Regions from separate parts of the Pan troglodytes genome. Here region 2 is linked to region 1. A link is a contact called in public HiChIP or PLAC-seq data. All regions are on one chromosome and are shown on one strand. The core of a region is the stretch at or near the end of the contact, and the rest is flanking DNA. Distances in the headings are between cores, read along the strand shown. Region 1 holds the start of LOC100611124. Region 2 holds the start of CEP63 (centrosomal protein 63).

What was found. HiChIP or PLAC-seq counts read pairs in DNA pulled down with a chosen protein or histone mark.
Region 2: an H3K4me3 HiChIP or PLAC-seq map of stem cell-derived excitatory neurons shows a contact between it and region 1, with 7 times the contacts expected there. The contact joins the promoter of CEP63 here to the promoter of LOC100611124 in region 1. A contact is called at or near these places in 1 of 7 Hi-C or Micro-C datasets (stem cell-derived neural progenitor cells) and 1 of 1 datasets of contacts at active chromatin or transcription factors (stem cell-derived excitatory neurons).

What each region holds. Positions count from the first base shown.
Region 1 is chr2:137,166,311-137,171,805 of NHGRI_mPanTro3-v2.0_pri, forward strand. It overlaps LOC100611124, which reads right to left and starts at 2,700. Exons shown (of 2, transcript XM_063806245.1): 1 at 2,468-2,700; 2 at 2,020-2,466. The coding sequence starts at 2,608. The coding sequence ends at 2,110.
Region 2 is chr2:137,724,285-137,729,779 of NHGRI_mPanTro3-v2.0_pri, forward strand. CEP63 (centrosomal protein 63) reads left to right here and starts at 3,064. Exons shown (of 14, transcript XR_008547113.2): 1 at 3,064-3,246. ANAPC13 (anaphase promoting complex subunit 13) reads right to left here and starts at 3,885. Exons shown (of 3, transcript XM_016941990.4): 1 at 3,796-3,885; 2 at 1-113. The coding sequence starts at 86.

The DNA.
Region 1 (5,495 bases), core at 1,450-3,949:
AAATTCTGGTGCTGGGATGGGCTCCCGCATGGCCTTTTGCTAACCCTGCATTCTGCGCTGGTTCATCCTGGCTGCCAGGAGCCTGTGGGTGCCTGGGATGCTCCTGCTGCTTGCTGGTCCTGCCCTCGGCTCTGACGTCTCCTACTCTAGTATCCCAGTGGCCATAATGACAAGTAGGCCTCCCTCCTAAGGACCTTTGCCAGCCAGGTTCCCTCTTCCAAGTACACATGTAGCCCCAGTGGCCTTTTACACCCTGAAATCTGGTTGCATCTTGCCTCTGTTAAAATTCTGTCAGCGACGCCCCATCATCCACCAGCAGCACCCTGTTAGTTACTAAAGGAGATGTACATGATACACTCTCTCCCTCTAGAATCCACCGCTCACCACGCTCTGCCTGAGGCACCTTGCAACTGGGGGCGCTACTTACACCCTGCCCTCCAGGCAAACATGGTCCAGTTTTCTCATCTCTGAGTCTTCACTCCTGCAGTCCCCTCCGCCCAGAACACCTTCTCTAAGGCCCCTGTCAACAAACTTACCCTATCCTTCAAGGCACAGTTAGAGCTCATCTCTGCTCCAGATCTCCAATCCCTAGGGAACGGGCCTCTTTCACCTTTGTTAATCCACCACATACACCGGCTTCCCCCTGCATTTCCATGCAGGCATCTGTCCGTCTGTTTGCACTTCTCCTTCATGGCACTATTGCACCTGTAATTGATCAGCCAATTGCAGCCACAGTTTGGATGCTTTCTTGGTTGTCTGTCTGCCTTCTGTTTGTCTTGTTCACCTCTATAGGCCTGGTGCCCGGTTTGCCCTGGTACCTGAGTCTGTGACGGGATGGGTACCTGCCCCTTTCCCGGGGTGGACAGTGCCTGGAATGCTGACAACAGTTTCTTTCCGACATGCACGCCTATCTCAGGGCCAGGCCCCAGGAGATGCTGTGGTGAAGGTTTTGGGAATTGGAAGGAGGAAGCAGAGGCTACCTAGCCCCCTGCAGTGGCTGAATAATGTTTCCCAGATGGTGCCAGTGACGCAGTGGGGAGGCTGACAGCTTCTGGGTGCGAATGGCCCCACAATGCGGCCGGGGACCACCCTGCCCACGGCCGGTCAGAGAGCCTGAGGAAGCCGTGTGTTCCCGCGGGCCCTCTCGGTGCCTCGTGGCACCTTACTCTCTACTCCTCTTGTTCTCTAACGTGTTTAATACACTTCCGTGCAGAAAATATAAATAGAGGAAACGGTGCTTTATCGCGGGGAGGCAGAGAGGAAGTTTTCTCGAGGCTGTGTCCCGTGAGCAGGCGCCGGTGGGCTCAGCTCCCGGGCCCTCCGAGTAGGGGGAGGCGTGCGTGCGTGCGGTGGGCGCGGGGAGCCCCGCAGGCCCGAGGGCGCCCCGGCGGGGAAGCGGGCTGTCCGAGGCGCGCTGAGCCGGGTGGTGGAGTCCCTCCCGGCTGGCTGTGGGGCCGCGGGGGCGTCCCGTGGGCGGGCTGGGCGTGGCGCCTCCGCGGGTGGCTTCCCCGGGCCGCGGCGGAGGGGCGGCGCCCCCTGGTGGCGGAATGCGACTCCAGGGCGCAAGGGGCCGCCCACCCCGCCTCGCCCACCCGGCGGGGGCCTCCGCGCCTTTTCTGAGAAAGCCAGAGGAAAGGAGCCGAGACCGCAGTCCCCTGGGCCCGTTTCCTCGTCTGTGGAATGGCATGATTATTGCATCTCACAGGGCTGTCGTGAAGATTCAAGGAGCAAATGTATGTAAAGCGCTTCGGATGTCTGGTACATTCTGAGCCTTCAACCCACCTGAGCTGTTGAAACTCTGGGATTCAAGCGATTCGGGTCAAAGAGGAACGGTGTGACACCTGCCTCTGTCCTTTCCGAGGTGGACTCAGGGATTGCATACGTCTCATCCAGAACCCCCAGTCTCTCTTTTGTAAGCTGGCGGTCATGAGATGTAATGAGGAAAAGGTTTAAACAAATGTTGGTCCCTATCTGGGACCTCTGAAGTCACTTTTAATGGATTTGGGGATTTTACAGATTTAAAAAGGGGTGCCTACTGTGGCCCATTTATAGACCTGTGGAGCGAAGAGGAGGAGATTAGTCACACTGGGGGCCGGAGTAGAAGCCGTTTTAAATTAGTTGCCCCGCTCTGCCTTGAGACTGAGACTTTCTGACTCTCAGTTTCACGCTTGGGTTCCAGCACCCAGATGAGAAGAGAGAGAAGGTGGAAGAGGAAGAGAGGGAGGGGATAGAGCAGCGGCCACCACCTCTCCCTGAGAGGGCGCAGAGTGGGTGGTTCCCCCCAGGTGAGCAAGGTGGGGGCCCCATGGGTGTGCTGGGTAGGGGTGGAGTGTGCTGGGAGCACGCGGGAGGACTGCGCCTCTGCTCCTCGGGGTGTGGCGCGGCCCACTCAGGAGCCCCTTCCAGTGTAGACTCCAGGAGGGTACTCTGAGCTAGGAATGCCTTCCTGAGCCTGGTTGGTGGGGGGCTCTAAGGCCATTCCTCCAGGCCCTGAGTGGGCAGAGAGACACGTGAGCACTAACCCAGGAGCCGGGACTAGGCTGAGCCCACTACTCACAGCCTGGGGTAAGCCAGCCTCAAGACCCTTCAGGATGGTCTCAGCCTGCATCCGACTGCCTCTCCTGCCTGACCACTGCGCTCCTTCACAGGCCTCTGGCCGGCGAGTTCTCAAGATGTGCAAAGGTTTCCTGCTTCCTTACCTTTGCACACCTTTGCTTATTCCTTTTGCCCAGAAAGTCTTTCCCAGCACATTTGACTCTCTTGAATTCCAGTCTCTCCCGCATGGCTAGGATCAAGCCCGTTCTCCCATCGCTCATCAAATGAACTCAGAGCATAGTACTTTGCCCTGTGTTAAGGTCTTGTCCTAGCTCTGGATTATATGTCCTTGAAGGGTAGGGACCATGTGTTTGTCACCACCTGTCCTTATACACATCAGGTAGTACATAAATCAAGGGAGGCGTGAGGGACAACTGGAAGGAGCCTCGTTTTCTCCATGTACAGGATGGGACTAGTCATAGTGGCCGCACAGGGCTGTGGGAACTCTGGTGCGATTCTGCCATGAGAGTCACCCCATCTCCTCCTTGCCTGCAGGGTCTCGCTCCATCGGCTGTCCTCTTGGACCCCGCAGCCTCCCCATCCTGTGGCCTTTTGCCCCAGGAAATCTCTCCCCTCTGAAGCCATCCTTTCCTTGACCCTGCATCTCTCTCAGCCACCACCCCATCTCTGCCTCCTCTGAGCAAAATCGTCTTTCCCACCTCCCCAGCCCTCTGCAGACTGCCTCGGCCTTGCCTGGGCATCATCCCCTCAGCTTCAGGGACCCACAATTGGTGCTTCCTCCATTGGGAAATCTTTCCAGACTGTGCTTCCCGACCCCGACAGCCCCGCAAAGCTGGTTTAAGTGTCCCGGTGAGCAACTGTGTCCACCTAGGTTCACTACCCACAGTAGAGCACAGTAGTGCTCAACCATATCTGCTCTTTTCTTCTCCTGAGCACACAGAATATTCTGTTCCGCTCTTGCGGCAGCTAGGCTGGGAGCAGAGTGAAGAGCGTTACTTTGGGACAAAGCATTGCTTAGCAGTGCAGGATCTTCCAGGACTTTCTTCCCCTGCCCCATCCATCATGGCAGCTTATAATGAAATGGAGGTACCTCAGGTTCCAAACAGTCTGAGTTACTGAGACACTGGTTGGGGGGGCTCTCAGGCCAATCCTCCAGGCCCTGAGCAGGCAGAGGGGCACTACTGAGCCACCGACCTGAGAGTCACCCAGATCACCACAGGTTCTGTGAGCGAGATATCATCTTTTGTTGTGTCAAGTGACTAAGATTCGAGAGGTCTGTTACCACAGCATAGCCAAGCCTTTCCCCACTGATTTACTGATTAAAGAAGTGTTTTAAATGGGTTAATGGCTTGGTAAACTGTAAAGATCTGTGCACATTTTAGTTATTATTATTGCTGTCAAGTTGTAGCAGGGCTGGAGACATGATGTGGCTGGGAGAGTGGAGGAATGGCCAGGGTATGCCATGGAGAAAAACTTCCACTCATTTATGATTTGCCAAGGGCTTTTCCAGGATCTGTTTCCATATTTAATCTCTGATGAAAGGTTATAATGAATCTGGTATCTGGTGCTACTGGCAGGAGATGGACCTTTCTTCCAGGTATTTACTTCCTGTGGTTGCGAAAGATAGGATGTATTTCTTCTGGATTTGCTGCAATATAATATTTTAGTATCAATTTGATACTGACTGGCTTCAGCCTCCAGCTTAACTGTATCTCTCCATCTTTGAGAGTGGTTGAATAAAATCACAATATGGCTTTGTTTCTTGAGCAAGAATCTGCTAAGCAGTCACCAGATGGAGCTGTTCCCTTGAAGGTCTGTGTGCAGGATTCTCAGGGCCTTTTCTTCTCAAAACCCTTCCCTCTTTGTCTCTTTTCTCCACAACTCTCTTTAACTCATGGTGCTATAGGGATAAATTGGCCCTGTTTAATGAATAGTTGTGATGTTGTTGCTAGTTGAATAGAAGGTAAGTAAATGAACTGTTACCTGGTTCTTTTGCCTTTGTTACCCACCTTAATGGCCCTCAAGAGATTCCCCCACTTCCCTCCCATGGGCCAGTGAATGTCAGTGGGAAAAGAGGGGCCTCCCCACCATTTTAGTCCATGCTGACTCTTCAGAATGACTCAGCTGGGGCAATTGGGCTGGACCAGAGAGAGGTGGACAGCCTGGTTTGAGTCTAGACCTGGCCAGCTATTATCTATGTGAAATTGGCCATAATGGTTGCTTCCTCAGGATCAGATTCCTCACCTTTACATGGGGCATCCATCATGGAGGATCACCCCAAAGGGCTTTGGGCCAAAGGATAATTGATAGAGATATGGTATTTAGTTATCACTGTATTTGCGCTTTTTCCAAGAAGGGTAAAAGAAGGATTGAATAAAAAAGGTTCCTGCACTCTTCCTTTTCTGGCTTTTTTGTTCAGCCCTTGAGGAGCTGGATTCTGTAGGGAGAGGGAGTGGTGCAGAGGAGTGGGCTTCCTAGGACTGGGGCCGGGAGAGGGCATAGCTGCGAGTGTGCACAGGGAGGTGGGCCTAACCCTGGGGTCTCGGCTTTGTAGGGTTTCCAGGCTCAGGTGAGAAGCAGGGCCATTAAACAGCCTCAAATGGGAAAGGGACCAAAGACCCACAATGGCACCCTTGAATGCGTAGGCATCCAAGGACCTTCAGATGGCTCTAGGAACCAGACCCAAGCATGGTTGATATTGAATTTCCAGCCAGACAGTAGGATAGGGGGTTTGAAATCAATAACTGATTTAAAGAAATAAGTGATTTTTTTCTTTTTGCACATCCAAGCTTGTGAAGTGAGAATGTCTCTCTCAGTACTGATAAGGGCCTCATATAAATGTGAGCTCTTGGATTGTTTTTCATGCCCATTGACTCTTAGTTGCAGCCATCCAAAAAATCAGATTCACAGGCTTCTCTTCACAGGCATCTCTTCACCTT
Region 2 (5,495 bases), core at 1,814-4,313, 560 kb after region 1:
ACATCCTCATAAGGCAGCTTGTCTTCTCGCCAAGCATCATCAATCAAATCCAAGATCCTTCCATCTCTCTGAACCTCACTGTCCATTTTCCTGCAGCTTTGATCTTGTCAAATCTGTAAGCCAAAGAGGTTATTTCTTAAACACGAAGACTGAAGAGATGGTATAATCCACTATTAGGATTCTCCAGGCTTTTTAGTCTGGGGCCACCTTTTGGGAAAAGGTTCATTTTCTCATATGGGCCGGGTGACTACTTTGATCACAGTTCCTCTCTCCAACCCCAACTGATACATATTTTATAGTGTATACTGGACAGGCATAGCCCAGCTGACAGACCAGTGTCATAGAGTGTGACAGGAGAGCAACACGTTAAACGAGGCCCTCAAATATTAATATGTTGCATCTCAATGTAGCTCTTCTCTTCTAACTTGAACATTCACCTTTTCCTGTTTGTGATGCCTTTGATGAGTCCCTGATTCATAATGGCCAGCTAAGTTTCCTTTTCTAGCCCCTGGCTCAAACCTCAGCATTCTTAGGCACAGGAGTTACACGAACATACTGTAAAGGAAACGGCTTCCTTCCCTAAAATAGTACCCAGGCTGAGATCTGAACAAAGCACTTCTAGGTGAACACCAGTGGTAGAACCTCATACTGCTAAAGTTTCTCCAGTTTCTGCTTCCCTTTGGGGTAGCTCCTTCCTCGGAGGTTCCTTCCTCTAATTCTTAACGCTACACTCCCTTCAATTTCTGGCCCAAATGGTCACGATGCTTATTTAGCTCCTTGACCATGGCTGATTCCCCATTTTTCTCTGAAACTGCTATAATCTAATCCAAAAGGCTGGCTAGCTTGGAGGATACTTCTGGATTTCCCTGTTTCCAAGGTTGGGCCCTGACTCATCATAGGCATCATCCTATGGGTGCTCCCTGCTACCAAGTGACAATCCAAAAAGCCCGGAAGCCACTGGCATCAAAGGTACTCTCAGTTTCTGAGACTATGGAGACTCACACAATAAGCAATTTTGGGGTGGGGGAGCGGGGTGGAACCCACCATCTGGAGGTGCTTTTTTCAGAGCTCAGCCTGGGTGATATTTTAAGGAAGGAAGCCATTTCCTTTACAAGCTCAACTTCAGACATCGTCTTGCCTTGAGGATTTGTGTCAGGTCTGTAGTTGGTCCCTTCGCATAGTCCAGTTTAGTGCTATCTCAGTATGTTCATGAGCTCCTGTGCCTAAGAACGCTGAGGTTTGGGCCAAGGCAGGTGGAAGTTTTTGTAAAAATGGCTCACAGGGCCGGGCGCGGTGGCTCGCGCCTGTAATCCAGCACTTTGGGAGACCGAGGTGGGCGGATCACGAGGTCAGGAGATCAACACCATCCTGGCTAACAGGGTGAAACCTCGTCTCTACTAAAAATACAAAAAATTAGCCGATCATGGTGGCAGGCGCCTGTAGTCCCAGCTACTCGGGAGGCTGAGGCAGGAGAATGGCGTGAACCTGGGAGGCGGAGCTTGCAGTGAGCCGAGATAGCGCCACGCGCCACTGCACTCCAGCCTGGGCGACAGAGCAAGACTCCGTCTCGGAAAAAAAAAACCAAAAAAACCCAAAAAGGCTCACAGCTGTCCCCCATAGGATAACTGCAAGATATCCCTAACACCTTGGCAAAAATTATACACAGATTGGTGTGGGAAAGGGTTTTTACCCCCATGACAAGGATCTGGGCAAAAGTTAAGCAAAATGCGCCCTGCTATTTCTGTCACCGGTGAGCCAGGTGAGGGCTTAATTAATCCAGTACTCAATAATTAACCGAGTACTACCCAGTGGATAACTCAAAGCAAGACGAAGTTTTGGTTATACTTTTGAAGTCCCTGTCTTACAAGTGCTCCCCACTTTCCTGCTGCTACTCCTTTGTCCTTGCTGCTCTGTCTCCTGGGATACCCTTCTCACTTTCCTCAGCTGATCCAAACCTGACTTTCGGAGGCCCACGTAGATTTTCCACCTTTGTAAAGTTTTCTCAAATCACTCGAGCTTCAGTAGGCCTTCTCTCCTTGAACTCTTGCTTCTTGTCCTAACTTAATCTACTAAACAAGCTAGGTCAGCTTTGTGGTCAATTGCTCAGGTATTATTGCCTCCAACTGTTACGTGTACATTTTGTACCCATGATTCCTTAGTAGAGCTTTCCACATTTGGTCTCAATCTTTTTCACCTGTCCCTTCTCCAAACACCTCCAACCCTGTCACATTTTCCAGCCTTGACAGTTAAAACCCCCTTTTCCACATCACTAATGCCACTCTTCCTTTCAAGATAAACGCAGGCGTCAGCTCTTGAAGGTCAACATCCCATTTCCGGGATTAGGCGCGAAGGTGCCTTCCCTCATAAGGGGCTGGAAGGATGGGAAGCATCAAGATAATCAATGCCCAGTGCACACTGATTATCTTGTGTATTAAAGCCACCGTCCCAAGTACTCGTCACCCAGTACGACCACTGTTTCCTGAACAAACTTTTCTTACTCACGTGACAGTCCCGATGCCTGCAATGCTCTTTGTTTCTTCCTTTTTATTCCAGTGAACCCACAGTCAGTCTAAAAATCTTAGGTCCCAGGTCGCTTCCTATAGGAGGCCGCCTCCAAACCCCAGGCTGAGCGCGGTCCTGGTACCCACCCCTCCAGGGGTCTCACAGTTCCCTAAGCACAGAGCATGGCACCAACTGGGGAGTCTGTCAAACAGCCCAGATGAATGTCTTTCCAAACACGCGGTGCCTGCGTTTCCCGGGACAGGGACACGTCTTATCAATTTCTATATATTATAGCTTCTATATATTATAGCTTTGTAAACATATATTTATAAAATCAAAGCGGGAAAGCCTTGTTCCTTGCTAGAAATGAGCCTCGCAGGCCACCACCATCCGCACCGTACGACAGGCCGCCCCTCAGCGGCGGCTTCCTGCCTGAGGCAGGATGTACCAAACGTGGAAGCGGAGACGGGGAGGTCTGGGGGTGGCACGCAAGTCCCTTTCCTCCCGACACGAGTGCAGTAAAGAAAAACGGTTATAAGCGTAAAGTGACAGCCTCGGCCGATGGGAATAGGGGGAAGTCCGACACTGAGCAACGAACGCATTCCCGCGCCTCCAAAACCTAGGCCGGGGGCGCTGGAAACCCTTACCGGCACCCGGCCACCGCGGCAGGCGCTTCCTCCTGCCACGCCCCCCCTCCCCCGCATCACGTGTCTGCACTCGCTTTCCTCGGATTCCCGGATGTGGGTGAGTTCATTTGCTCGCGTGCAGGGGAAGTCTGGAGAAGGCATTGTTTCAATTATTAAAAGTGTGGGGGCAGTGGGCGGAACAAACGCGCCGACTACAGCGGCTGGACGTAAGCTTAGCGGTGGCGCGCGTGCGCAGCGCCGGCCCGAGGTAACGGCGGGAAGGCTCAGGGGCGTGCTTGCGGCAACCCTGTAACCGCCTGTGCGCAAGTCGGAGGGGCAAGGGGCGGCCGTGTCCTGGTCTGGAGGCGGCCCAGGCTGCCTTGGTGACTCTGGCTTCGCAGCCTCATGGCTTGCGGCCGGTTTGCGCAACGGCCTGCGAACCACCAGGCGCGTCCGCGCCGGCTCGGGTCCGCCCCGGAGCCCAGTCCCTCGGCCTGGCCCGCTATGCCCTGCACACTGGCGGAGTCCGGCGTGGCGGAGTCCGGCGTGGCGCAGCCCGGCGTGGGGTTCGGCCCCGCCAGGTGGTCAGCCCTTCCTCGGAGTCCAGGTGGCTGGGGGCGCTTCGGAGAGTGGCCAGGTGGGCGAGCGAGCTGCGCCCAGTACTCACCTTCCCCGGCGGACCCACCTTCCTTTTCAGCGGAGAGACGCCAGTGCGGCCTCCCTGCCAGGGCTGCTGTCTAGCTAGCGCTGTTGGGACTACCTCATTCACGGCACAAGGGGACCCGCTCATTTAGTGTGGCATGTTAAGGTTGGCAGCTTTTAAAATAGTGAGTTGGTTTAAACGGTTATGTTAGTACAAGAGGTACGGAAATGTGGCATAAATCGTGGACTGAAATTGGAGAACCCTGAACTAACGGCTCCATGCACACAAATGAGGGATAGAAAGAAATAAGGACGGTTTCTTAGGAACACTTTAATCATGGAGATACTTGAAGACAGTACATTTAGGCTTATAATGTGGTTTTTCTTACGTCCCTTACGACATCAGGAGAGTAAAGATGAGTATGATGTCAGAGACAGGTCGTCTTTTACAGTTTCAGCACCGTACGCTGATATGCACAGAGTAGTTTTCCCTGAGCCTTATGTCCGGTTAAACTTATTAAAAGAATTTATTATTTTAATAAAGTAGTATTGTAGGGTAGATGCCCTGTATTTATACAGTTCCTCAAGTGCTTGCATTTATTTTTTAGATACGAGGAAATCATAAGGATCGTTGATTAGATTTCTGTTAGCTGTAGCTTAATGATAAAGTGTATATATTTTCTTATTTGGCATGCAGTACCATTTTTAGATTGATTTTTATTTCGAGTTTGCCTTTTGACTATGGCATTATCAGTGATCAGGGTAGTAAAAAGCTCTGAAACTAAATTAGAGTAGAGATTTATAAACAGGCACACTGCCTTTTAAAATGTATGTAGATGCAAATCTAAAAGTTGTTTGTAAAAATTGTGTATGTTGATTGTACTGATGCCATTTCCTCTCGTTAAAAGGTGGAAGACCTTTGCTTAGTCCTTTCTGTTCTAATTTATGTTGTGCTGGCAGATGGTGACAGCATCAGTAGTCCACTCTGTCATTGCTTCCTGCTTTCAAAAAATGTCAACTTGACTTGAAATTCAGCTAAAGCCAACATTGACATAAGGTTTCAGGAACTGAATCTCCGATCTTTATGTTATTTCAGTCCGCCTCCCCGCCCCCGTCAGGAGCTAGGTTTTTCAGTTTTACAGAGCCACGGTACTGTCATTACACATACACAAATTAATAAAAATTCTCTAATGTCAATATCCAGTCAGATTACGATTTCTTCAACTGTCTCTTAAATGTCTTTTTACAATTAGCTTGTTTGAACCAAAATCCCACAGGGATCTGCCTATTGTGTTTGGGTGATGCACATTTGACATCTTTTAATCTATATTTGTTCCCTCATAGCTATAGCTATGGGATTAGCCCCTATTTTTCCTTACAGTTCTAAATTTAGCAGATTGCATCGCACAGTATCCTTTAACGTGTATCTCTGTTGCCTCTATGTCCTGTAAACCAGGGGCCCCCAAACCCGGGGCCGCAGAGCAGTACCAGTCCGTGGCCTGTTAAGAACTAGGTTACAGAGCAGGAGGTGAGTGACAGGCTAGTGAGCATTACCTACCACCTGAGCTCTGCCTCCTGTCAGATCAGCCGTGAGGTTAGATTCTCCTAGGGGCACGAACCCTATTGTAAACTGCGCATGCAAGGAATCTAGGTTGCACACTTATGAGAATCTGACTAATGCCTGATGATCTGAGGTGGAATAGTTTCATCCTGAAACCATGCCCC